Regions from separate parts of the Pan troglodytes genome. Here region 1 is linked to region 2. A link is a contact called in public HiChIP or PLAC-seq data. All regions are on one chromosome and are shown on one strand. Each heading gives the region's core, a stretch centred on a gene start, on an enhancer-like site or on the middle of the called end of the contact. The rest is flanking DNA. Distances are from core to core; before and after follow the strand shown.

The links. HiChIP or PLAC-seq counts read pairs in DNA pulled down with a chosen protein or histone mark.
Region 1: a contact with region 2 is called in an H3K4me3 HiChIP or PLAC-seq map of stem cell-derived excitatory neurons, with 4 times the contacts expected there. The contact joins the promoter of AIRIM here to the promoter of MANEAL in region 2. A contact is called at or near these places in 1 of 7 Hi-C or Micro-C datasets (stem cell-derived neural progenitor cells) and 1 of 1 datasets of contacts at active chromatin or transcription factors (stem cell-derived excitatory neurons).

The regions. Positions count from the first base shown.
Region 1 is chr1:193,296,259-193,300,599 of NHGRI_mPanTro3-v2.0_pri, forward strand. It overlaps AIRIM (AFG2 interacting ribosome maturation factor), which reads left to right and starts at 2,411. Exons shown (of 6, transcript XM_063803468.1): 1 at 2,411-4,341. It overlaps CDCA8 (cell division cycle associated 8), which reads right to left and starts at 2,671. Exons shown (of 10, transcript NM_001246430.1): 1 at 2,444-2,671; 2 at 2,195-2,323. The coding sequence starts at 2,537.
Region 2 is chr1:193,194,686-193,199,056 of NHGRI_mPanTro3-v2.0_pri, forward strand. MANEAL (mannosidase endo-alpha like) reads right to left here and starts at 2,962. Exons shown (of 4, transcript XM_001170001.8): 1 at 2,077-2,962; 2 at 959-1,068; 3 at 1-64. The coding sequence starts at 2,626.

The DNA.
Region 1 (4,341 bases), core at 1,161-3,660, 100 kb after region 2:
ATTTTTAATTATTTTTTTTAAAGCTTAAAGATATGGTCTTGTTATGTTGCCCAGGCTGGTCTCAAATTCCTGGGCTCAAGTAATCCACCTGCCTTGGCCTCCCAAAGTGCTGGGATTCCAGGTGAGCCACTGTGCCCAGCCTGCTTATTTTTCTATCTCAGCAGTTTGCTGCAAAGTGTAGAGTTAGTTGCTCACCCTCATTATACCCAATAACTACTCAAAGCTGTTTAAATGTCCATCCCTGCCTTGGACTGAATTCCAGAGATGACATCCTTTGCTTCTGGCAAAAATCTAGCAGTCAATAGATGTACAGTAAACATGTGTTGAATGAAAAGGTCTTTGTGAGATTTACATGTAGAATAAAAAGTTAGGTTAGAACCTCCTGCTAGAAACCCTCATAGTATCTTGTAAAACAGTTAAGATCTCAGGCTATGAAACCAGAATACCTGGGTTCAAACAGACTATCCCACTAACTAGCTTATGAGGCCTTGAGCAAAGTGTCCAATTTCTCTGTGCCTTAATCTTGTCATTTTGAAAAATAGGGATATTATTAGTTATGAAGAAAAATTAGTTAATGTATGTAAAACACTTGGTACAATGCCCATCCGGCATAGAAAGCACAATATGCTCACTGACCACTACTCTATTCTATCTCCTTTGTAGTACCTATACTTTTAATTACATAATTGTATGTGGATTTTTCTAATAGCTCTTTTCTACTAACCTGTATGTTCCTGAAGGCAGAGACAATGTCTGTTTTATTCCCCAGTGCATCTTTAGCACCTAGCACTGTGACTGACACATGCTCAGTATTTGGAGAAATAAGCAAATGAATGGCTTAATATTAATAAATAAAAGGGCAAGTCAAAAGGATCATTCAATGTCTAATATGTGAGCAGACCATGCATTTCTATCCAGGAAGGAGACTACATGCTGGATAGTTAATAATAAGGAAAACAGAAAAGGGCAACCCAGCAGAAAAGTACAGCCTCCTGCATTTCTCTGGACATTTAATAAGGGAGTGCAGAAACAGGCTGAGATTTTTCTCTGGCCAGGAAAACTGATGTGTCTGTTTTTTTTTTTTTTTGAGACGGAGTTTTGCTCTTGTTGCCCAGGCTGGAGTGCAATGGCGCGCTCTCGGCTCACCGCAACCTCTGCCTCCCAGGTTCAAGCGATTGTCCTGCCTCAGCCTCCAGAGTAGCTGGGATTAGAGGTATGCGCCACCACGCCCGGCTAACTTTTTTGTATTTTTAGTAGAGACAGGGTTTCTCCATGTTGGTCAGGCTGGTCTCGAACTCCTGGCCTCAGGTCATCTGCCCGCCTCAGCCTCCCAAAGTGCTGGGATTACAGGCGTGAGCCACCACGCCCAGCCTGATGCGCCCATTTTTAGGTTAGCAATTTCCATAAGCTGCAGAAGGAGCTGCTTCGGGTTATTCTTCTATCTGAGCTCTGGTTAACTAACCATGTCATTTATTCATTCATTTTTAAATGGGTAAAATATACATATGTTTTTAAAAATACTATTTTCTGGCCGGGCGCAGTGGCTGACTCCTGTAATCCCAGCACTTTGGGAGGCCTATGTAGGCGGATCACTTGAGGTCAGGAGTTCGAGACCAGCCTGGCCAACATGGTGAAACCCCGTCTCTACTGAAAATACAAAAATCAGCGGGGCATGGTGGCAGGCGACCGTAATCCCAGCCACTCCAGAGGCTGAGGCAGGAGAATCACTTGAACCCAGAAGGTGGAGGTTGCAGTGAGCAGGGATCGCACCACTGCACTGCACTGCACTCCAGCCTGGGTGACAGAGTGAGACTCTGTTTAAAAAAAATTAAATAAATTTCCTGATGTGTGAAAATTATGTGAAATTCACATTTCAGTGTATCCATAACTAAAATTTTATTGGAATACAGCCCATCCATGCCCATTCACTACAGCTGTTTTGGACCTGTAACAGCAGAGCTGAGTTGTCCGACAGAGACCGCCCCGCCCGCCGCCCCCCAACCCCCCCCCCCATTTTTCATAGAGAAAAATGAAGTAGGGAAGTGAGACAGAGAGTGAAAGGGTCTGCAATTTTCCATAAGTGGTCATGTCAGATCTCATTAAAAGGTGACATCTGAGCGAGCCCTTTCTGAAGGGTGTCACCTAACCCCCAGGGGCTCCCGGCCTCCGCCCAGGGAAGCTCTCCAGCTCTTACCGAAGTAGTCAAGCCAGTTCATCTCGCGCAGAGCCTTGGGGAGCCGCAGGATCTCGATGTTGTAGAGGTTATCCACCTCCTTGAGGAGGTTCTGCCTGTCTGACTCAATTTGCTTGATTCGTATTTCCACTGCGGGAGGGCAGAGCCGACAGGACACGGGTCACGGGCGGGCGAATCTGTGCAGCTCGTGTCCCCACCCGCCAGCATCCCGCGACCGCCCCAGGAGGCCGCGACGGCCTGGCCCCTTACCTTCACGGTCGAAGTCTTTCAGAAAGGAGGCGAGCTTCCGCCTCCGTAAGGAGTTGGTCTTGGCCACCCGACTACTGCCCTTCCTAGGAGCCATGGCGCTCGGCGGAGGCTGCGGGGAGCGGCGGAGATGGGGCAGGGAAGCAAGAAACTGGGTAGGGACGAGGAGGGCGGACGGGGACCACCCGAAGAAGTCGCCAGGCACGTACCTGCGGTCCCGAGACAAGGGCTGAGCAAAACCTCGCTGTGCCAGTGAGAGAGAGCGGCTCTACAGTCAACCGCCACCCAATTCAAACTCCACAGTCACAGGCTGACGAATGAGAAGCCGCCGTCCCACAACATCCAATCACAAGCAAGTTCCTGCCGGCCCAGGGTCTTCCGCCCAATGCGCCCCCTATAGCCTGAGTGCGACAGCGAGGCCGCCGCCGTCGCGGGTACTCCTGGGAGTTGTGGTCCAGGCTTGTTTCCCCGCCCTCCCCACCAACCCACCCGGCTCCGCCCTGGCCGGCTGCAAACTATACAAACTACTACTCCCGGCAGGCCTTGCGGCGGCTCTGCAATACCCCAAGCTCTGGAGGGCTGGGGGCCTACTAGGTCAGGTCGGCTGTAGGATTCCGCTCCAGGGTCGGCGTCTGCTTCTTTCTGGCCTGGCTGCCACTGAGTAGCCAAGGGGCCGCCGTGACCCTCTGACTGATTGACTGGCTGGCTGCCTACGTCGGCGCTCCTCAGGGCCCCAAGCTCCCCAGGCCGAACTTCGGGCAAGTGGCGGGTCGGCAGAGACAGAGCAGCCCCGGCAGGGTTTGACGGAGCAAGGGGGACGGAATGATAGAGGAGCAGGGCAGGGGTGCAGGCTTTGGGGTGGGCGCGCTATCCCGCGGCCAGTCTGGGCAGCGAGTTGGGGGAACCCTATCGTTCCTCGCTCCCCCGCGGGCCGGCCACTCCCGCCCAGTTCGCGTGTTGGCGCCTCGACTGGGTGCGCAGCGCGGGGCTGCGACTTCAGGTGCAAGTAGTGGCGCTTGGCAGCTGGCTACACGGTGACTGCAGCATGAGCCGCGGCCACCAGGCTCCAGGGAGCCCAGGGCAGGAGGCAGCTCTGGGTGTCGTGGCCGTGGGCCTGGGAATGGGCGTGTAGACGGCGAGCCCCGCCGAGCCGCGGTCCTGTCGGAGGTGCTAACTGTGCATCTTGGTATCTGCCCACGGCCACAGGGTTGGATTGCCTAAGAGTTGTGCTGAGACCCAGAAGGCTAGAGGCTAGTTTCGAAGCTGTAGCTCAGGCTGAGTCTCAAGGCGGGCGGCGACTGGACGGCCAGACCGGCGAGCTCTTGACGGGTTTGTGGCCTGATTGTTTGGATTTGGTGCTTTTCACCTGTGGATGCGGTCTGAAGCCATGTCAGAGGGGTTGTGTTTAAGCGTGCATGTTATAGGCTATGGGAGTGATAATCTTGCCTCTCCCCCTCTGAGTTGAGGAACAATCGAAGAAATAAGCAAAGGTGCCAAGCAGGCTCCTGATGGGCACCAGCGAGCTTGGGGACAGAGCAGTCCAAGCATAGAAGCCCTGGCAAGCCTGGACCTTCCTGGAAAGTCCTTTCTCTCTCTTCCACCCTGGTCTGTTGCTCCATATGCAACAAATATTTGAATGTCGCTCTTCCGCCCGAGGTCAGCCCTGGGCAGTGGGTAGTGGGGGTGACACCCCAGTCTGCTGGGTGCCTGAGGATCTCCATCAGTCAGATGGCCAAGATGAGACGGGATGACAACCCGTACCTCATGTAAGCTTTCCCCCTGCAGGTGTTTTTATGCTGCGCAAGTCGGGCTTCCAGCCTCTCGGTTTCAGGGTTTCCTTCACCCTACTCCCCAATGAGCCCGAACTCCCTGGGCACCTGGACGTCCACCTGCATCTTAGC
Region 2 (4,371 bases), core at 1,712-4,211:
ACTTGATGTTGTCATGTACAGTGATGTCATCCCGGCCCTTGTAGGGTTGGATGTGGAAGGCCACCTGCCACAAACAGAGGAGTAATGGTCAGGTGAGTGTCTATCTAGGGGCCACAACATATCAGGCTCAGGATCTAACCATGGCCTGGAGGAGAGGCTGAGTTCAGAAGAGGGCCTGGCAGTGGTGGGCACAGTAGAGATAAAGGCAGCTGCTGCCCTTGAAGGCCAAAACAGGGGTGAGCAGTTTGCCCATCTCCCGCAGCAGGGCATATGGGAATCATTTTGGTGGGCTGTTACAGGGTGGCTAATAGGTTTCAACCTTGTGCCAGCTCCAAGTGGTTGGTGCTAGCTGCCTGAAACAGTGGAATAAGTATGCTGAAGCTGTGTCAGTGGAAAACTGCTGTGATCTGTTAGACATGTCAGTGGTGGAATTCTCTTCAGGAATAGGGGAGTGGGGCTTTTCTTCTTTCTCTATCATTTTTCTTCCTTCACCACAGAAGCAAGGGATGACTTACTTATTGGCACATGTGGGGAAATGCTTCGTCCAGTCCGTCCTTCCTCTTGAAAGTGAGCCCACCTGCTGAGAACACCTGCCTACTCCTCGAGGTCCAGCACTGCCTCCCACTAGAGAGTTGAGTCTGCAGGTCCTTTTGGCTCTTGCCTACCCTTTTTCCACCATGCTTTACAACCTAACCTCTATTATTATTTAACAAAAGTGATAATTATTTAGTCTTCTCTTGGTCCTATATTTAGTTTTCTCAGTTTTCTTAGAATTCAAAAAACTAAGAGCAACATAGCCACCATTTATCTGAACCCTCCCCCAAAACCACACTTGCCACATATTTGTTATCCCTGGGCTACTGCCAAGAACTTCTGTAGAGGCACTAACCCTGTGGGCGGAGGAGAGCAACTCTCCAGAATAGGGCAGAGAGCACGTGGCCTCTTCTTGGAGACTCACCTGGATGCTGTACTGATGGGCAGTGTCCAGAATGGCGGGCACCAGGTCATCTGAGGGCTCCCCGTTATCATCAGCCATGCCAGGTGGGTACCAGGACAGGACCAGGACGCCTGAGACGCAACACAGAGGCCACTTCAGAGACACACAGTACCCCCCTCAACAGAGATTTTTTTCCTCACAAACATCTCCAATTGCAAAAATGGTTCCTAAAAAACTGAAGCAAGCCTCCTGCCAGGTTCACTTCCTGCAGATGAGTCCCAGAGCCTCGCGCCCCGGAGCTGTCCACGCCCGCGGTGCTGAAGCGGAGCGCCTGCGGGAACCGTACGTAGCGCGCCAGGCCGGGAGGGAGCCAGGCTTTAGACTGCCTCAGCAAGTAGTAGAACAAAAGGAATGGGAGGACAGTGCCACACCCACCTGGAAGCCACAGGCCTACCTCTGAAGAAGAGAAGCACCCCTAACCCTAACGTCCCGCATGGAGAAGAGCCCTGAGCAGAGGCCATCTGTAAAATCCAGCAAAATTCAGTGACGAAATCCGAAATAAGTGAGCCTCCCCTCTCCAGCCTACAAAGGAGGCGCCCTGGGACCTTCCCTCCAGCTGGGTGCTTGATGAAAAGCCTCTAAACCCCCAACACTACCTCCAACTGCAAATAGAGCAGAGGCCTTCATGGAACACGGGCACACTTTCCTCTCTGCAGCCAGCAAAAGCAGGAACGGCTGCTGCTCTACCCTGTACCTGCCATGAAAGCAGAGGCCGCCCTAAGTTCCACTCCTCTGAACCCCAGAACCTGCGGGCCAGGACTCCAGGCCTCACTTCCCATCGCCCAACAAATTTGAAGACTCTGCCTCCCTCTCCTGGTGCAAACTCCTAGCAGTTCCGCCCTGTGGGAAGGGCCCTGGATGTTAGGGATGGAAGGGCCCAGCTGGGGGGTCTGAATACTAGACGGAGGGGCGGTGTCGCATGGTGGGCCCAGGATGAGAGTGGGAGGGAACAGCTAAGAAGCCAGGCTGGCGGATAAGTGGGACCAAAGGGCCGGTGACAGGACCAGAGGGAGCTGGGGTGTGGGAAGGAGGAAGGGTGAGGCTGGGGGGCAGGGCCGCCAGGGGTGGGGGGCGCTCACCGATGGCGGCTTCCTTGAGCTGGGTCATATGCTCCCGCAGCACTTCGGGGTCCCGGGAGCTGTAGGGCCCCAGCTCCGGGTAGAAGCTGGAGCCCAAGTCGTCTGGGGGGCTGTGGCGGCCGCGGGGGTAGCTGGCCGAGATCTTGGGGTCCCAGTGCGGCACCATGACGTGGTCCCAGTGAATGTAGTGGCCCTCGCTCCGCGGGCTCCCGTACCACGAGTAGTAGAAGGCGTGCAGGTCCGAGTAGACGCGCAGGCTCTGCACGGGGGCGGGCTCGGCCTCCGCGGGTGCCGGCCCAGGGGAGCCGCCAGGGTCCGCGGTGCGGGGCGGCGGCGGCGGCGGGGGCGGCGCGGCAGGGGCTGCCGGGGCCCTGGGAGCGGGCGCGGGGGCCCCCTCTGGGCGTCGCTCAAAGGGCGCCAGCTCCAGGCCCGGGCCCAGCGCCGGGAGTCCGTCCGGAGCCTTGAGCGTGCGCAGACCCATGAGGGTGCCGAAGGCGAAGAGCAGCACCAGGAACAGAGCGATGCAGGCGCGGCGCCGCCGCCGGGCCATGGCCGACTGTGCGCTCCTGCAGCCGCCGCGCTACCTCCCAGCGTGCCGCGCCATGGCCGCCCGCCCGGCCGCGCGCTTCCCAGGCAGACTGTGCGCCCGGCAGAGCGCGGCGTGGGCGGCGCCCGGCCTGTCCCCGCAGTGCGGGCGGGCTCGGCACACAGGACGCAGGCGGCGCGGACCAAGTGGCCGCGAGCCGAGGGGGAACTGGACGCCGAGTGCAACGCAAGGCCCAGCGAACGGCGAGTTTCGGGGCCACAGGAGCAGGGGCCTGAGTCAGGCCGCGTGACCCGCGAAAGAAGAGTCGCCTGGCTGCCTCGGCGGCAGGTGGTGGCGCCTGGCTGGGGAGCGGGGACGCAGGCCTTCCGGAGCGCGGGAGAGAGGCGGCGCGGCGGCGGCGCTGGGGCGGCGGGGGCGGGGGCGGAGGCGGGGCGGGGGGGGAAAGAAGCGCGCGTCGGTGGTTCTCTCCCCAAGGATTTCCTTCTTCGTCGATCCACCTTTACTCACTTCACTGGCCCCCTCCCTACGGGTCTCAGTGCCACCCTTCTAGCCCCAAGTCCCCCATCCCTCGGCCCCCCTCCCCGGCACCCCAGGCAGCCCCTGAACCTCGGGGGAAGGGGCGTCGGGAAATCCCCAGGAATCGGACCCTGCAGACGCCGGCCGGGGCCTGGCGGGCGGAAGACGACCGTGACTCGCGCAAGGTCACACTGACCGGGCCTGGACCCCGGGTCAGGGCGCACTCTGCAGAGCTCGCTGCACTGCCCAGCCTGCCGGGTCGCAGTGTGGCTTAGTGAGTTCTCTGGTTGGAATCTCACGAAGCCAAAATTAAGGCGTTGGCAGGTTACACTCCTTTCTGGAGGCTCTAGGAACGGATCTACGTCCAGCTCAATGGCAGAATTCAGTTCCATACAATTGCAGGGCTAAGGCCCCCATTTGCTTGCTGGCTGTCATCTGGGGGTCTTTCTCAGTTTCTAGAGGCCTGCTGCATTTCTTGGCTTGTAGGCCTGATGTCGTCTGGAGCGGTCTCTCCTGGGAGAACCTCCTAGAGTCAGGGAGGATTAAATGAGATGGTTCCCGTAAAGCACTTCCACGGGGCCTGAAAAGCAAGCGCTCAATACATGTGCGCCTTTCTTCCTGGATTCTGGGCTCCAGAGGACAGGCCCCGTCTTATTTACCTTGTTAGACGCCAAGGGCTGCTGGAACAGCATCTGACACTCACTTCCTAGTGCCGTTTAAGTGAGTACCAGCCCCTGGTGTGATAGTCTGTAGATAATAAGCTTTTCACTCGCTATTGATAGAGTTCCTACACTGCATTATTCATTACTTCATTTATTCAGAAGATAGTTTTGTTTATCATATGCCTCCTTCAGTGGTCCGCAATGACAGCAACTTTGTTTCATTCCCTGTCTGCATGTCTAAAACAGAGCTTGGGATGATGGCGGGCACCCAGTTCTTATTGGTTAAGTAAAATGAATTGTAGGGAACCCAGGAAGAGGAGCAGGAAGCTTGGGAAGTGTTGGTAGACCTGCAGCCGAGGAAAGTGAGCTTGAGAGACCTTATGGTGGTAAATGTGAATGAAGTGGAATGCCTTCAGCTCCAGGTCGCCCATACCCGATTCAGCCTGGCTTAAGGAATATGCCAGTGTATCAACTTGCAAAGCAAGGAGCCCAGTGGCAGGGCAGAGTGGGTATTTTCTCTGATCCAACAATGTCATTAGGAACCTGAGATGTTCCCGTCTCACTGCTCTA